3 separate regions of the Mus musculus genome follow, and all the other regions are linked to region 1. The links are chromatin contacts, called in public promoter capture Hi-C maps. All regions are on one chromosome and are shown on one strand. The core of a region is the stretch at or near the end of the contact, and the rest is flanking DNA. Distances in the headings are between cores, read along the strand shown. Region 1 holds the start of Btbd6 (BTB (POZ) domain containing 6). Region 2 overlaps Pacs2 (phosphofurin acidic cluster sorting protein 2). Region 3 holds the start of Pacs2 (phosphofurin acidic cluster sorting protein 2).

The links. Promoter capture Hi-C pulls out the DNA fragments that hold promoters and counts their contacts.
Region 2: a contact with region 1 is called in a promoter capture Hi-C map of macrophages, with 5 read pairs. The contact joins the enhancer-like site here to the promoter of Btbd6 in region 1. A contact is called at or near these places in 9 of 39 promoter capture datasets (the C10 cell line, the HPC-7 cell line, cranial neural crest and 6 more), 1 of 15 datasets of contacts at CTCF or cohesin (CD8 T cells), 5 of 484 Hi-C or Micro-C datasets (the AtT-20 cell line, the C10 cell line, embryonic stem cells and 1 more), 1 of 115 datasets of contacts at active chromatin or transcription factors (embryonic stem cells) and 3 of 9 other capture datasets (adipose tissue, liver and pancreatic islet).
Region 3: a contact with region 1 is called in a promoter capture Hi-C map of macrophages, with 8 read pairs. The contact joins the promoter of Pacs2 here to the promoter of Btbd6 in region 1. A contact is called at or near these places in 12 of 39 promoter capture datasets (3T3-L1-derived adipocytes, the HPC-7 cell line, cranial neural crest and 7 more), 1 of 15 datasets of contacts at CTCF or cohesin (CD8 T cells), 9 of 484 Hi-C or Micro-C datasets (CD4 T cells, CD8 T cells, embryonic stem cells and 4 more), 10 of 115 datasets of contacts at active chromatin or transcription factors (CD8 T cells, the SCID.adh cell line, embryonic stem cells and 5 more) and 3 of 9 other capture datasets (adipose tissue, liver and pancreatic islet).

Annotation. Positions count from the first base shown.
Region 1 is chr12:112,974,368-112,979,249 of GRCm38.p6, reverse strand. It overlaps Btbd6 (BTB (POZ) domain containing 6), which reads right to left and starts at 2,687. Exons shown (of 4, transcript NM_201646.2): 1 at 2,268-2,687; 2 at 2,101-2,191; 3 at 1,879-1,997; 4 at 310-1,746. The coding sequence starts at 2,644. The coding sequence ends at 714. All of the region lies in intron 5 of Brf1 (BRF1, RNA polymerase III transcription initiation factor 90 kDa subunit), which reads left to right.
Region 2 is chr12:113,028,719-113,033,600 of GRCm38.p6, reverse strand. All of the region lies in intron 1 of Pacs2 (phosphofurin acidic cluster sorting protein 2), which reads right to left. Among named protein-coding and RNA genes, the nearest start is that of Pacs2, 17 kb to the right of the region's middle. Within about 2 kb of position 1,965, at least 105 of the 459 cell types and tissues checked have an H3K27ac peak or open chromatin away from gene starts, as enhancers often do. A contact at or near this core is called in adipose tissue, liver and macrophages, where this site is marked.
Region 3 is chr12:113,011,575-113,016,456 of GRCm38.p6, reverse strand. It overlaps Pacs2 (phosphofurin acidic cluster sorting protein 2), which reads right to left and starts at 1,949. Exons shown (of 24, transcript NM_001081170.1): 1 at 1,775-1,949. The coding sequence starts at 1,893.

The sequences.
Region 1 (4,882 bases), core at 1,438-3,937:
GGCACATGCTCTTGCCCCAGAGACCACTGCCCTGCTAGTGGCCCACAGCAAGCAGGCAGCAGAGCACATAGCCCACTCTTAAAATCTAACCCTGCAATAGAGCGTGAGGTGCCACCTTCTGCAGAGTTCTGCAGCCTTTGAGAGAAGCCAGCCCAGGAGCCGCAGGCATCTTGGGATAGATGACTTCCCTAAGACATGGTTTGATTCCAACAGCTTTACACTGCAGACTCTCAGACAAGACGGTCTTCTCAGTGGAATTGAGAAAGAGAGTGCCCCACTTAATTCCTACAGTCACTTATCTACATTTGGTTCTTGTTCTGTGAAACCTTTATTACGAAAATTCACTTAAATAGGATGGAACTATTTTAAGTGACTTTTCAGCAATTTGTGGCTTGAATGGGAGGCCTCAACGTAGGCTGAAATCACTTAGAATCCAAAGGGGGAGGGAAATCCAAGGGTCCTGAAGCTTGGGTGTCACTGGCAGGGATCGGGGACGACCTTGGACCCAAGTCTTCCTTCCACCTGTGGAATGCTGTCTAGGGTCAGCGGACACGGGCTGTGAGAAGTCAAGTTTCAGACTCTGGCTGATAGAGAAAGCCAAGCCTTGAATGGTATCAGTAAGGCAGCTGGAAGTGTCCTGCACCTCCACTGCACTTACTGTGTGGACTCTATGGAGGAAGAGCCTGGTGGCAAGTCCACTCCAACCTTACGCCTCAGGCATAGAAGATGAGCTCTGGAATCTGTCCACCCTGAACTCCAGTCCCATTGGTACTGTCTGAGGAGCACTGGAACTGGAAGGCTACCTTCCCACACTGCACCTCTGTCATTCCTTCTTGCCCAAAGTAGCTGAGCTCACTGCCGTCCAGGACAGCACTGGCAGTGTAGAAGGTGTCCTGCTCCACCTGGACCGGGTGCTCAAACCAGACTGGGAAAGTGTTGCTGGATCCGTCTGAAACAAACTTGGTGAGGTTCTGAGCCAGGACCATCCCTAGCCGCTTGAGTTCAATCTTGACGCTGTACTCAGCCTTCCCAGAGCTGGACCCATACAAGCCCAGCCCAGCAATGAACACCCTTCTGTCCACTGCAAACTGGATGCTGTCACAGCGTCCACGGTACCTCCACTGGTTACTTCGGTAGGCAGAAGACTGGAAGCGGTGGCACCTTTGTGGAGCAAGGCCCTTCCTCTTGGTCAGGGGGAAGTCAAGGAGGGGCTTTTTGGCAGCAGTGTACCAAAGGAAGATGTTGTGGGTCTCTTCTAAGGTCAGGATGTCTGACTGGGCGGCACCATTGGCAAACTCCTCTAAGGTCATAGTTGGAATTCGGACCAGGTAGAGGGCTCTTCCCAAAACATGCCTCTTGTTGTGAGGAGTGACTGGGAGGCCCTGTCTCTTACATTCTGCCTCAGCCCAGTTCAGGACGGCCTCGAAGACCACAGCCTCCTTGGTATTGAGGGCCTCCCTGGTCACAATGATCTCCAGTGTCTGCCGGTCAATTTCACAGAAGCCTTCAGACCTCAGGGCCATTTCAGCTTGTGCATCAATGACTTCCCAGCATCTCTGGGTCAGTTCAGGCTCCTCAAACAGTCGGCTCTGGGACAGCAGGACACAAGCATTTTTGGCTTCCAGACTTGTTTCCAGAAAGTTGACGCAGGCCTTGGCCAGGGCAGGCACGATGTACTTCTTAGCAGCATACAGAGTGGCAAGCACTGTGTCCGCCTCCAGGTCGATCTCATCGCTGTACATGTACCTGCGTAAGGCAGGGGCTCTCCTGGGGAGCTGCAAGGGCTCCCCTGCACAACCTCTGGGGTTGTAGCAAACAGGTAGGGGACCATTGGAAGGTAACCACCCCATCCTTCCAGACCCAGCGCACAGCACTTACTTTAGCAAGACCAAGAAGGCAGCAGGCTCCACATCGGGAATGTGGATTTCTGACTTCACTTCCGCAAGATCCCCGTAGAACATGGCATAGAAGACGGAGCTGCCGACAGCCAAGACATACTGTGGATGAAAGAAAACCACCTGAGCTACAGGGCAGTAAACAAGGTCCAGGGAGACGCACCTAGCCAGGCCCACCAGGGGACAGGGCTGCGCCCTTACCCACCTTGTGGGCGGGCACACGCCTGGCAGCCCCCAGAGCCCCCACGATGAAGTGGACGTCAGCCATCAGCTCGTTGTTGAACATGAGCGCATTCCTGCAAAGGGCAGAGGCACACGGGCTGGAACGGCGCGCGCCCGGGCTCCAGAGCCCGGGGGCGGGCGGCGGCTCACCTCTCGCGCAGCGTAGGATGGAAGGACTGCCAGTTGGGGCTCTCGGGATTGTTGTTGTCTGGCAAGGGCGGCGCGGGCAAGGGCGGCAGCGGGGCGGGTGCCAGGCAGGGCGGGCAGCAAAGCCCGACCTTCGTGCTCTCGGCTGCGCCTGCCGCGTTGCTGTTGGCGATGTCGGTGGCAGTAGCTGCAGAGGGACTGGCGGGCGGGTACAGTTCCGCGGCCATCTTCGCTACTGCCGGGGCGGGCTCCGCACTGGTCGGTGCTGCGCCGCGCGCCTTCGCGCCGCGACGGGGCCTGGGAAACGGCTCTGCGAGCACCAGCAGGGAGGTTAGGCACTGCGCCACCCGCCCATGCAGGCAGGCGAGCGGCAGCAGCATGGGGCCACGCCGGCCCTGCCCGCTACCCACCCGCACCCCACACCCCTCACCGAGCCCGCGGCTCGGCCGCAGGGGGCGCCGTCCCGCCCGTACCCACTGCTGCGGCGCCGGCGTCTCTCGTCACTGTGCGTCAAGACGCGACTCCTCGTTCCAGGGCCCCGCCCCTGGGGGAGGTGTTGAAGCTCCGCCCGGGTGCCCAGGTTTAAGGGCGAGTTGTGGTTGCACCTTCTATCACTCAGAAATGAGATTTTTTTTCCAACAGCTCAGGCTTTGAAAAATCACCTGACCCAGCTAGCTTTTCTTCGTGGAGGAAATGAGTCTCTAACGCAAGGCTTGATCTCCCTTTTTGTGTACAGCTTCTTTAACAGAGCACAAAGTCAAGGGCAGTACACCTGTTATGTCGGAATTTCTTTTTCTGTCATGAGTCTAGACCTCATGTGCCACAGGGTGACCTCAAACTTTCTACATAGACCTTCCTTTCTAAGTTGACTACTCCAATGGGTTACATTTTGTTTGCCAGTTTATCCAACCGTGTATATATCAACTCTATATCCCAGTTGTGCTGACCATAGGGAGGCAATTTTATCCTTTCCAGATCCTAATTGCAATTCTTTGGGTCTTTATCCAGAAGTGAGATGATTGGATAAAATGGTAGCTCTTGATTTCTCATTTTTATTTTATGGATGTGGATGTTTTGCCTGTACCTGGTGTTTGCAAAGGCCAGGAGAGGCTGTTGGATCTCCTAAGACTAGAGATACAGATGGTTGTGAGCTGTGAGCTGTGGGTAGATGGGTGCTGGCTCTTCAGCAAGAGCAATAACCACTCTTAAGCACTGAGTCATATCCAGTGCTTCGTGCTCCCCCCGCCCCTTAGGTTTTGAGACAGGGATTTTCTGTGTAGCGCTGACTGTCCTGGAGCTAGCCTCAGATCTGCCTGCCTGCCTCCTGAGTGCACCATCACTGTCCAGATACAGTTACTTGTTTGAGCAAACTTTGCAATGGCCTTTGTTCGTGCTTGTATTATTTATCAGTCCTCCACAGCGTGCACTGCTCTTTTCCCTCATCCTGGGTAAACCTTGTTATAATGTTCTGGGTTTTATAGAGGCTATGCTAGTGGATATGAGGTGGAATCTTGATTGCTGATGTCAACCTTTCTGTGTTTCTTGGTCATTTGTATATCTTCTTGGAAGAAGTACCTCCATGAGTCGTTTGCCCACTTTCCAATCAGTCTGCTTCTTCACTGCATTGAGCTCAGTCTTTAGGACAGATGCTTTCTCCCTTTTTTGTGGTTGTCTTGACTGGACAGACTCCTTTGCTGCATTGATTCTTTGCAGTCTGAAGTTACTATGTTTGTCTGTTTTTGCTTGTGTTAAATCATTGCTCTGTGTTCTCCATGGTTTTGCTATTGGTGGTGGTTGTTGTTATCTTTTTAATGTGTACACCTTTGGTCTGTTTGGGCAGAGTACTACATGTGACAGTAAACTTTGTTTCCAGCCTGTTTGCTGAAGAGACTGCCCTTACATCTTGTGTCCTCCCCGCCCCCTTTATTTGTTTGCTTTTTTTGAGACGGGGTCTCGATGTGCAGCCCTGACTGTCCTGGAGCTCTCTATGTAGACCAGGCTGGCCTTGAATTCCTAGAGATCCACGTGCCTCTGCCTCCTGGGTGCTGGGATTACAAGCATGAGTCATCAGGCCCGTCTTGGTTTCTTTGTTCTTTAATACACGTGCCATCTTCATAACTTCCACAGACCGTGCAAAAGGATTACTTTGTGAGACAGAGAATTTAAAGTCTATTTAGTAAATGTAGTCTGCTGACGTGTATCCACCTTAGTCCTTTCCCCAGACGTCATCTTCTTCCCTTCCTTTGGTTTAGACATTTCTGTTTCCAGTGTCCTTGCATTGCATGACTGCAGCTCTGTCCCCATGTGCAGACAGACTCCACTACTTAAAGAAGATAAAGTAGGCTGCTTCAGGACCTCCATCTTCTCTGCTCATTTAACCCCACCCCGAAGTCCTTCTGTAGTGTTTTGCTTTTGTAAGATGTGGGGTCTATCTGTGCTCTCTAGGCTGGCCTCAGATTCCAGAACCCGAGGGTCCTCCCTACCCATCTTCCCAGTCACAAGGCAGAGTCTCAGCGTTTTTCTCTTGAGTCTGTGTGAGCTGGAGTGGGTCCTTGTCTATGTGGTCGGTCTCATGGATTCCCTTTGTAGAAGTCAGTTAGCCTGGAAGGAGGGCTGGG
Region 2 (4,882 bases), core at 716-3,215, 55 kb before region 1:
CCATCGCCTCAGGGGCTGGTCAGCTCAGGTGGCATGTAGATGCCACACCTGTCGCTGTGACTCTAAATGTTCTACCCACAGCCCCAGAGAGCAGAGCGCCCAAGACAAGGAGCTCAGGTCTCTGAGCACGAAGCACACGCATACCCAGTACCCAGGAGGAAAACCACAGGCAGCAAGACCCTCTAGGGAAAAAAAAGGTCATCAAAGGGTTCTGTGGCTCTCCGCATCCCTGCCATTACTGCAGGTTCTCACAGGACAGCCTGGGGACGGTGCCTCGGAATGTCAATTCTCAGCAGCCGGTGTCCTTCTTCCTCTGTGTTTTGTGACTGGGGACAGTGCCTCGGAATGTCAATTCTCAGCAGCCGGTGTCCTTTTCCCTCTGTTCTGTGACTGGCTAGTTTTACTTAGCCCTCACTCCCTACTGCCTAAGCTCTGACCAGGGAACGCTTTACAGAAGTGTCCTCTATGCAGCCATGACCAGGATCCCCTCCATCAAAGTATGCCCATTCACTACCAGAGAATAGCCTAGCCCAGACTCTGCACTGCCCTGACAGCACTGTGGAAAGCACTTTGGCAGCCCTCTACAAACACCGATTGCCACCTTTCCCTCAGGCATGTGATGGCACACAGAGCTTATGAGCTCTGTCTCACAAAGGACTAAATCTCAGGCCCCCAAACCTGCTGACCCTATGTTTGTTGGAGGAAAAACTGAAGGGCCTTTTGTTCCAGGCGCAGCCCCCTCATGCATGCCTGGCCACGTGGGAGCTGGGTCTGTGGTGGCAGCTGGCCATTTGTTCTCATGCCCTGTGGGCAGAGAAATACCACATGCCAGCACCCTGGAGGCCAAGCAGGGTGGTGCCTACCCCTGTGTGTGTCCAAGTGTCAGGACTGTATATGCAAGTCTGCCAGTTCTCTTGTTAAAAGGCACAGTGTGACTGACAGTCCTGGGGGAGTAGGTTCTACGAGAGGCTATGGGCTCACTCACTGCACCCTGAGCACCTGCTAACCTCGAGCCAGAAATGTACCTGTGTGGCCTGGGGCAGCTGCCGGCCTCACCGGCTCAGCTCAGTTTTCTCCTCAGTGCCTGGACCTTATCTGGACTTGGTTGCCCCTGGTTAATGAGAAAAGAAGTTCAAGAGTGCTTCCCAATGTCCCCCACTGGCCAGCACTCAGGGCCAGGGCAGCTTCTATAGAAGGCAAGGGTCAGCGGGCCGTAACCAGGCCAGATACCCTCCAACCACTGTGTTACTACATTCCCACCTCACCCCATCAGAGGCCAGCCCCATCAAGGCAGGTGGTGGAGAAGAGGAACAGATAGTACCACTCAGTCCTGGGACCAGGGCAAAGGCGGCAGACAGCACAGTCAACAAGGAGGAGCCATTTGCGTACTCTCTGCTGGGATTGTAGGCAAGCTCCGAAGGGGCTCTGTGGGTGAGGCTAGAACACAGAACTCAAAGTGGGGCTGCATTGGCCATGTGTTCCACCATTCCACCGAGGAGCCACCAGCATCAAATAATTGGGATCCTGCCATCAGGAGGCTGTGCCCTCAGATCAACAGGGCCTGCCTGGATCCTTCAGCTCAGGGACCATCCCATTCTTCTATCACAAGCCAGAAGCCTCAGGTATGCGAGTGTGCTGTGCACATGATGGCTGACAGAAGGGGAGTGTCTCTCCCCTCTACTTCTATCTCCTGTGTCACACACGGGCATGCCATTGTGAGGTTGTGACAGTCTTGATCGTTAGTTTGACTGGACTGAGATGCCTAAGAGATTATTAGAGCACAGTTCTGGAGTGGCCGGTGAGGTCCTTCCAGGGACTACTAGGTCATGAGAGGGCTGGTCTCATCAATGAACCACTGGCAGATACAAAATTGGAAGATTATGGAACTCTGAAAGGAGGAGTCATGGCTGGAGGAAAGAGGTCACCCTGGAGAGTCCATCTTGACGTGGCCCGTCCCTCCCACCCCGCGAGTAGTCTCTACCACACCCTTTGGCCTTTCTGTTCTGCTTCCCCACAGCTCTAAAAGTCAGGAACTGAAACATCTCAAACTTGAAAGCAAGTTTCCTCCTTAAAGATGTTTCTGTCATGTTAACAGCGAGAGTTAACATGGAGACTAGGGCTTCAAACAGGACAGAGGCCAGCCTAGGCTGCAGTTAGCCTTGTGGTGGGGATAGCTGTTTCCTTCCAGACCTCCTGAGAAGGCTTCCCAGGGTTGCGTGGGAAGGCAGGCTCCACAAGCCTCAGCACTCGGCTGATCTATGATCTGGGCCACCTTTTAGGAGGCACTACGGAGGGAGAAAAGACACGTCGCAGGAAGGAAGAGATGTGCAGAGCCCTGCTGTAGGACACTGTAGGGAGCCCTGCCCTGCAACTGGTCATATCAGAGGAAGACAGGCCGGGCTCGGTGTGGGCCAGGCCCAAAGCCACATTCACCTCAAAGTCACCCACAACCTCCACAAGCCAGCATTCATTCAGTGTCGAGGCAGGCAGGGCCTGAGGAGGTTCCCTTCATAGACAGAGGCTGTGAGTGCAGGCATCTGACATGTCCTTCGTGGCAATGTTCATGGGGTACAAGGAACAGCAGGCCTCTGGCCTGAGCAACCATCTTGTCTGCAGCCACAAGAGATGTCTCCAACCAGGAAGGTGAGAGTCTGGGAGCCACCAGCCTGGGAACATCTAGACCTCTAGACTGAAGTGCCAACACCTTTCTCCTGTCCCTCCCACAGCAGTTCATGGGGCAGAGGGTGAAGGGTGGACAACAACGGGAATGCAAGCCAGGTGTGTTGGTACACAACTGTAATCCCAGTACTTAGGACCATCAGGAGTTCAAGGCCAAGCTCACCATATATTCAGTTCCAGGCCAGACCATACTAAGTAACAGCCTGTCTCAAAAACAATCAAAAAGAATGGGACACCCTGTGCTGGGTGTGAATGGATGCTGTTTCCCGTGCCTTCAACCTTGTGGCAGCTACTCTCCAACATCATCTGCCTGGCTATGGAAAACCCCTAAGAGACTAGTATACCTCTAGGTTTGCTATGAGGGTGTGTGAGAGGCACCATAGGCAGTTGGAAGCAGGTGGGACAGGGAAGGAAGAGGAGCGAGCCTGTAGCACAGGAGTGCTCTTTGCTTCCTGTCCGTCACAAGGTAAATAGCTGTGCTCTCCTCTGAAGCTGAGCAAAGTAAACCATTCTCCCCTCAGCCTCATAAACGGCTGTTCTCAGGCTCCTGTGTCACCAAAGGGTCTGACTAACTCAAATGCTCAGCTCTCTAAGGAGTCACCCGAGGCTGCCTGTCCCAGGTGTGTCCCAGACTGCTTTAACAACACCTCCACAGCTGGCTGGCACCAGCTGGGGCAGAACAGTCCAAAGTGACAGTTTGCAGCACAGGGCCTGACCAGCCCTCTCGGCTGACTGTCCTACACCACGGCTTCCAATACAGATCCATACAGGAACACCTCCAACAAGGCAGTACCCCTGGTAAGACAAACCAACACCTCTGGATACAAGGCACTGTGGAGGACACAGTGGAGGTGCCTGGGGTAACAGGTCAGCCTCAAGAGTACCAGCAGGAGTTGAAAAGCAAGGATCGAGGAAGGGTCAGGCGTGTGTCTTCCAGTTGCTTACTGGGGTCATGGGTCAGTAGAGGTAAGGAGCAGCACGAAGGCAACACAATAGTGCACACACTCCAGGCATGCCCTAAAAATAAGATCCTCCTGACCCCACAGAAGAAAGATATTTAGGATGGACACTGTTAAGAATCAGATCTGGGGGGCTGGTGAGATGGCTCAGTGGGTAAGAGCACCCGACTGCTCTTCCGAAGGTCCGAAGTTCAAATCCCAGCAACCATATGGTGGCTCACAACCATCTGCAACGAGATCTGACGCCCTCTTCTGGAGTGTCTGAAGACAGCTACAGTGTACTTACATATAATAAATAAATAAATAAATCTTTAAAAAAAAATCAGATCTGCTTCAACTAGGACGTACGAGGAAGAGTAAGCAGTGAACCACTGTGTAGTAAAAGATTCACACACCAGAATCTCAGACTCCAGGGCCACCTGGGAGAAAATGCAGGACCACGACTTCCCCTGCACCTATCTGAGGCTGAGCCACGGGGATCCCACAATCACTCAGGGCTCAGCTAGGCCCTATGCCTCATCTGCACTTCTTGCCCAGCTGTTACAGCCACAGAGCAGGATCCATACAGTAAGGGCTTCACAGCAAATGTCCAAGCATCCCTTCAGGGAGGCTCCAATACCCAGCTGCCTCCGCAAAACCTCCACTCAGACCACATAAGCAAATCCTGAACGTGGTGGACTGAGCTCGTTAGGGCTTCCCACTCGCTGTGATGATGTCCACAGAGCCAAGAGCCTCACCAACTCAGTTGGCAGAGGCACCTGTGCTCAGGGCTGAAGATTTAGGGAACAATGACCACACTTCTCAAGCAGAGCTCACGGGGGCAGAGGAAACAACTGTCCATGAACAGCTGGGCTCCAGAGCTCGGGTGAGACGTGCGGCCTCACAGACAGATGGCCTGGACTGGGCTTGCTGCTCATGAGGCCTCAAGGGGAGTGACCAAGCAGCTTCCATCCCAGAGGGACTGGGCAGCAAAAGGAAAAATGCTTAAACCAGAACAGGAAAAGCTATGTTCATACACGGCAAACGAGTCCCAAAAGAACAAAAACCAATGCCAGCAGCTAACACTTTGACTGACACATCTCGCTGAGTACCAAGTACAGCCAACCGGGGCTACTGATGGCCCAGTGGCACCTGCAGCACAGATCAGGACAGCGTCCATCTTACTCTCTCCCGTCTGCCCACGAGAATGCAAATAGAGAAAAGTGAAGCAAGGCCTAGAGCTCCCACCTGCGTGACTGCGGCTC
Region 3 (4,882 bases), core at 700-3,199, 38 kb before region 1:
AGAGCAGAGGAGGACACAGGTCAGAAAACATGCAACACTGTCCTGACACTCTATACTTTAACACACAGAACATCTGCTCCACCTGACCAAGGTCCTCACCCCTCCAGAGAAAGTCTCTGTCCAGCCCAACACCCAGAGCACCCCAACACCTGCTGCTGCTCACCCCTTTCACATCTTCCTCTCTGTGTAAGCCTGTCCTCCACCAGCCTTCCCTGACCCCTACCTTCTCCTGTGGAAAAAGGATCTTCAAGAACACAGACCACAGCAGGCACGGTGCGCATGCCTATAATCCCTGTACACAGGAGGCAGAGGCAGGAGGACTGAGAGCTCAAGGCCACCCTGGGTTACAAAAACAAGTTCAAGGCCATTCATGACTACAAAGCAAAACCCTGTCTCAAAAGAAAAAAAAAATCGTCCACCTTTAAAGGAAATGGCCTCTCTCCCTTTCCTTACTAGGTTTAGGCTCCAGTCTTAGGTGAGTGTGCTACCTGTATCTGCGGTTCTAACTCTAAAAGAAGTTCAAGTGTGTGTTGGGGATGTGGATCACAAGAGCATAGGAGTTCAAACAGCCTCAGTGTTTCTGAAAAAGAAGGAAGGGGGAACAGAAGAGGGAGGGAGAAAGAGAAAGGCTGACTGGTGTATGGGGTGGGGGGCATGGGGACCCTTGGCTCTCATTAAGGGAACTCAGAGACTGCTAAAGGAATTCAAGGGCCAGTGTGAAGTCTCAGGGCAATGCTGTAGAGAGCCAGAATTAAGTGTGGAGATCAGTTCATCTCTCCCTCCCCCCACCCTGCTTTAGGGGCCTGGGAGATGCTCCCACTGAGGCAAAAGCTGACCCTCAGGTCTCAGTCCTCCAGATGCCCCTCAGATCCATCCTTCCTTTCCCAAAGCCACAGACAGACCCAGAGGGCCTTGTGCATTCTAGAAGGGTAAAACCACTATCTAGTGGCCTCTGTACCCCCAACACCACACTCAGAGGCCTGCTGAAAGAACACAGAAAGTTCCCCTTCTCCTTCCTAGCATCTCTCTACTCAGATCCCCCTCCAGGGCACACTGTCCAAGTTCTGTGCCTGGAAGGCTCTTTGGTGATAAGGCCACTTTCCCTGACTCCCCAGAGGGAAGCCTGGAGCGCCCTCAACCTGGTGTCTAGAGTTCCTCTTTTCTCTCACTAGCTGAAGCTCCCGAGTAGGAGCCAAGTCAAGAAATCACAAAAGTTTCAAGCTGGGCACTAGAATGGGAAGCTGTAGTCCACACAGAGATGGGTGGCCACAGTGTCCGCCCAGCGGGTAAATTTTGTCTAACCCTTTCCACGGGGCGAGGAGGAGGTCGCCTACCCAGGGGAGAAAGACCAGGCTTGTGCAACGGCAAAATTAACAGCTCCAAGCAAAGAGTACAACGGTCTCGGGAGCTCTCGTCACAACGCCGGACACAAGGCCGACAGGTGAAGAGAGCGCAGACCTCACCCGCAGGGTAGATGGAGAGGAGACAGCGGCGTGTCCCGGGAGCCTCAGGCCCAGGCCTCTGGGGTGTGACAGTGCCGCTGCACGCCGGAGGAGAGCTGTGGCACTAGCCGAGAGCTCCACCGCCTGAGGTCCGCTGCGCAGCCCGGCCCGGGACGCAGGTGTCAAGGTGCGGGCAGAGCACCGGCCGGGCGAGCCACAGGCCCGCTGCCCCGCCCCGGCCCTCGCCTTGCAGTCACCCGCGCGCGCTCGGGGGCGCGGGGTCCCGGCCCGCAGGCAGGTGCGCGCGGACAAAGCGCAGCACGGGGGCGTACCTGGGCACGCAGCTGGGGCTGGAGCCGTCCACCTCCCAGGTGGCAAACAGGTTCATGGGCACCGGAGTGTTGAGCGCTCCGGGCGCGCCGGGCAGGCCGAGGCGGCCCCGCTCGGCCATGGCGCCGGCCCCGCCGTCCCTCGGCGGCCTGGGGCTGCGCCGGGCCGCGGGAGCGCGGCGGGCGGGCGGGCCGGGCGCGCGGAGGGCGGCGGCGCGGTCACATGGCGCCGGCGGGCGGCGGGAGTCCGGCAGGCCCGCGGGCGGTGTCCAGGCTGCGCCCGCGCCCCGCCCCCTGCCGCACCGCGCCGCCTATTGGTCGACGGGGCAGGGCTCGCGCGGCGCACCCAATCACCGCCCACCGGAAGTGAGGCGCGCGCCCCAGGGCGTCTCCGGCGCCCAGCCGCGGGAGCGAGCGCGCGCGGCGGCGCACAGGCTGTGCCCCTCTCAGGGACTCAGGCGAGCGACGTGATGGCTGCGGGAGTGACCAGGTCTACGAACCCCTCACGCTCCCTGCGGCGGACCGCGGGCCTAGGGACGTGACCATGTATCCCGGTGACTCTCATCCGGTTGCCATCCTGCGTGTCCCCGCACAGGCCCCTAAGGCCTGGCTCTCGCACTCTGTAGGCCCCACCCACCCTTATTCCTTGAGGAGTTTCAGCCACCATCTGTCCTCCCTAGCTGCCCCATCCAGCAACCTCCGCCCATCCAGCCTCCTCCTATATTCAGCAGTGCTTTATTTATTTATTTTTAAGTTTTTCTCAAGAGCATCTCAAATATTTGGTACAGGGTGCATTCTCCCTTGCTCGCAGTGAACTTGGGCCAATAGGAGGGGCGGGTGGCCGATCAGACTGCAGGGCCCAGTAGGCAGGGGATTCCAGGCATGGCCTGGAGAAGGCCGGCTAGGCTCTGGGCCTCAGGAAGAAGCTCTCAGTGGCAGATGTCCCTCCCCCTCTTTTTGGCTGTCTTTGGTCAAAGTCAACAAATTTAGGGAAAAGCTTTTCTGGCATGTCTTGTTTCTTTGTATCCACGGCTTTACACAATTGCCTTTCTCCCGCTAGGTTCCATGTCTTATTATCTTCTAGTAAGCTTATTGAAACAATTCTAACTCAAATCAATCTGACCTGGCTGTCCCTCCTTGCCCTTCAGGTTTACCCAATAGTCCTGTTTTCTGCCTTTCTTCCCAGGAAGGCATTGTGGGGGTGGTCCCTCCTCTGCTATGACACCCCAACCCCTTGCCATCTACATTTGGAGCTCCTCTGCCAGAGGCAGCCTCCTGCTGTAACTCCAGGATGGGAGCTGCAAACAGCTGCAGCTGCTTAAAGCCAGAGTCTGCTTTGAAGAGAACAAGGGGACCTGTGTTTTCCTCATGTTCCTCACTCGCTGGGGTGGTAAAACAAAGTCCAGAGGGTCTGTCAGTCTGTGGCCAGCTGAAATGAATATTGTCTGACATTGCAGCCCTATTGGGGCCAGTAGTAAGGCTTGTACCTAGGAAACCAGAGGCTGTGTTCACCGAGCTTCATCAGCCTTGGTGGACAGGCTGCCTTTGATTGGAAGCAAAAGACAAGCATCCACTGACCTCAGCAATTGGCAGACAGCGCTGGGGACAGACCAAGGGTGCATTTGCAGGCAGAAGAATGGGCTGTCTGATGAGTTGTGTCTGTGTGCGCCAGGCAGGCATTGCAGCCAGGGTCAAGGGAGGAAATAAGAGTGACCAAGCTGTGCATACCGGGGCATGGCACCAGTGGCCTTGGTTGAGCTGTGCCATCTTGTACTGGACACCATTGTAGGTTCTCAATGAATATGACATATATCTGCCCAGCCTCACTTTAGATGGAAGGAAAGTGAGACACATGCTGTCTGCACTTTCTAAGGGAAGGGGGGGGCTGTTAAGGTAGGTCATGGGGACGGGTTAGTGGTGACCAGTGTTTTCCAAGTGACTAGATAGCAGTTTGAATCTGTTTCACCTGTTATTTGGATCTTTGGCCTCTGTATTTGAAAATAATGGCTGTCTCCATTCTCTTTTTGTAAACTGTAGGTCCTAAGACAACTTCCTTAAAAGCCAGGAAATGTGTCTTCCTGTGAACTAGGTGTGATGTGACTCCTACCCTTCTACATTTGTAGCATTCCCCTACCATGTTTCCTTTAAAATGGGAACTTAGTTCAGGATGAGCCTCGGTGGGCAACCGGGGTGACCGGGGAGAGGGCCCAAGGAGGGAGACCTCCGGAGCCCTGTAGTCCCAAGTCAGCACACATAAACCATGGTTAAGACCTGAAAACAAGCTGTCTGTTCAGCAGCAGGACACTTGTTTGTTGGGAGGAATTAAATTTGGGGTTCCAGAAAAGGCCTCGGGCATTGGCAGGAAGTAGAGGTTTTAGCCAGCTTCCTAACAGACCCACAGATTTTGACTGGGTTCCCCTCAGCCTGCACACTGGGAATCTGAGCTTCCTGGCTGATGTTCCAGACCATGCATTCCTTGGAAACTACTCATCTGCTTAGCTTGAGTTTAAATGATAATGAACCTGGCATGAGGATGTGATACAGCTGTGTAGGCATGACATGGCCCATGCCTGAAGGAGCTCCCACAGAGTCCAGGGACCTTGCAATGAGTCCAAGGCACAGGAACCACTGGGACTCCAGGCCTCTGCCCATGCTAGGGGCACACTAAATAGATACTCATGTGTATCTATTTAGTGAAGGAGCTCTGGTGGGCACTAGGCACCGAGCCTTCTGCTGTTCTCTGGTCCATCCTCCTTTGCACTGTTAACTTTGGGCTCCAGTCCATCTGATGAGTTGCCAAGACCCCGGGTGGCTTGTGGCTCTGTGTTAACATAGTTCATATCCTGCATCCCTGTCAGCCTTGCTGTCGCAGAGGCAGGGTTTCAGAGTCAGCTCAGGCCTGTATAGCTGAGCCACTATCAAGGAGGCAGAAACAGAAATTTCACACATGGAAGATACGCTGGTCACATGAAGTGTGGGTCACGCATGCCTACTTCAGGGAAAGGAATGTTGTGTCCAGGAACCCAAGTAACCTTCAGAAGCCAAGTGGGTGTGCAAGTGGGTGAGCAAGTGGGTGTGCAAGGAGAGGCTGTGAGCAGCAGCAAGGCTCAT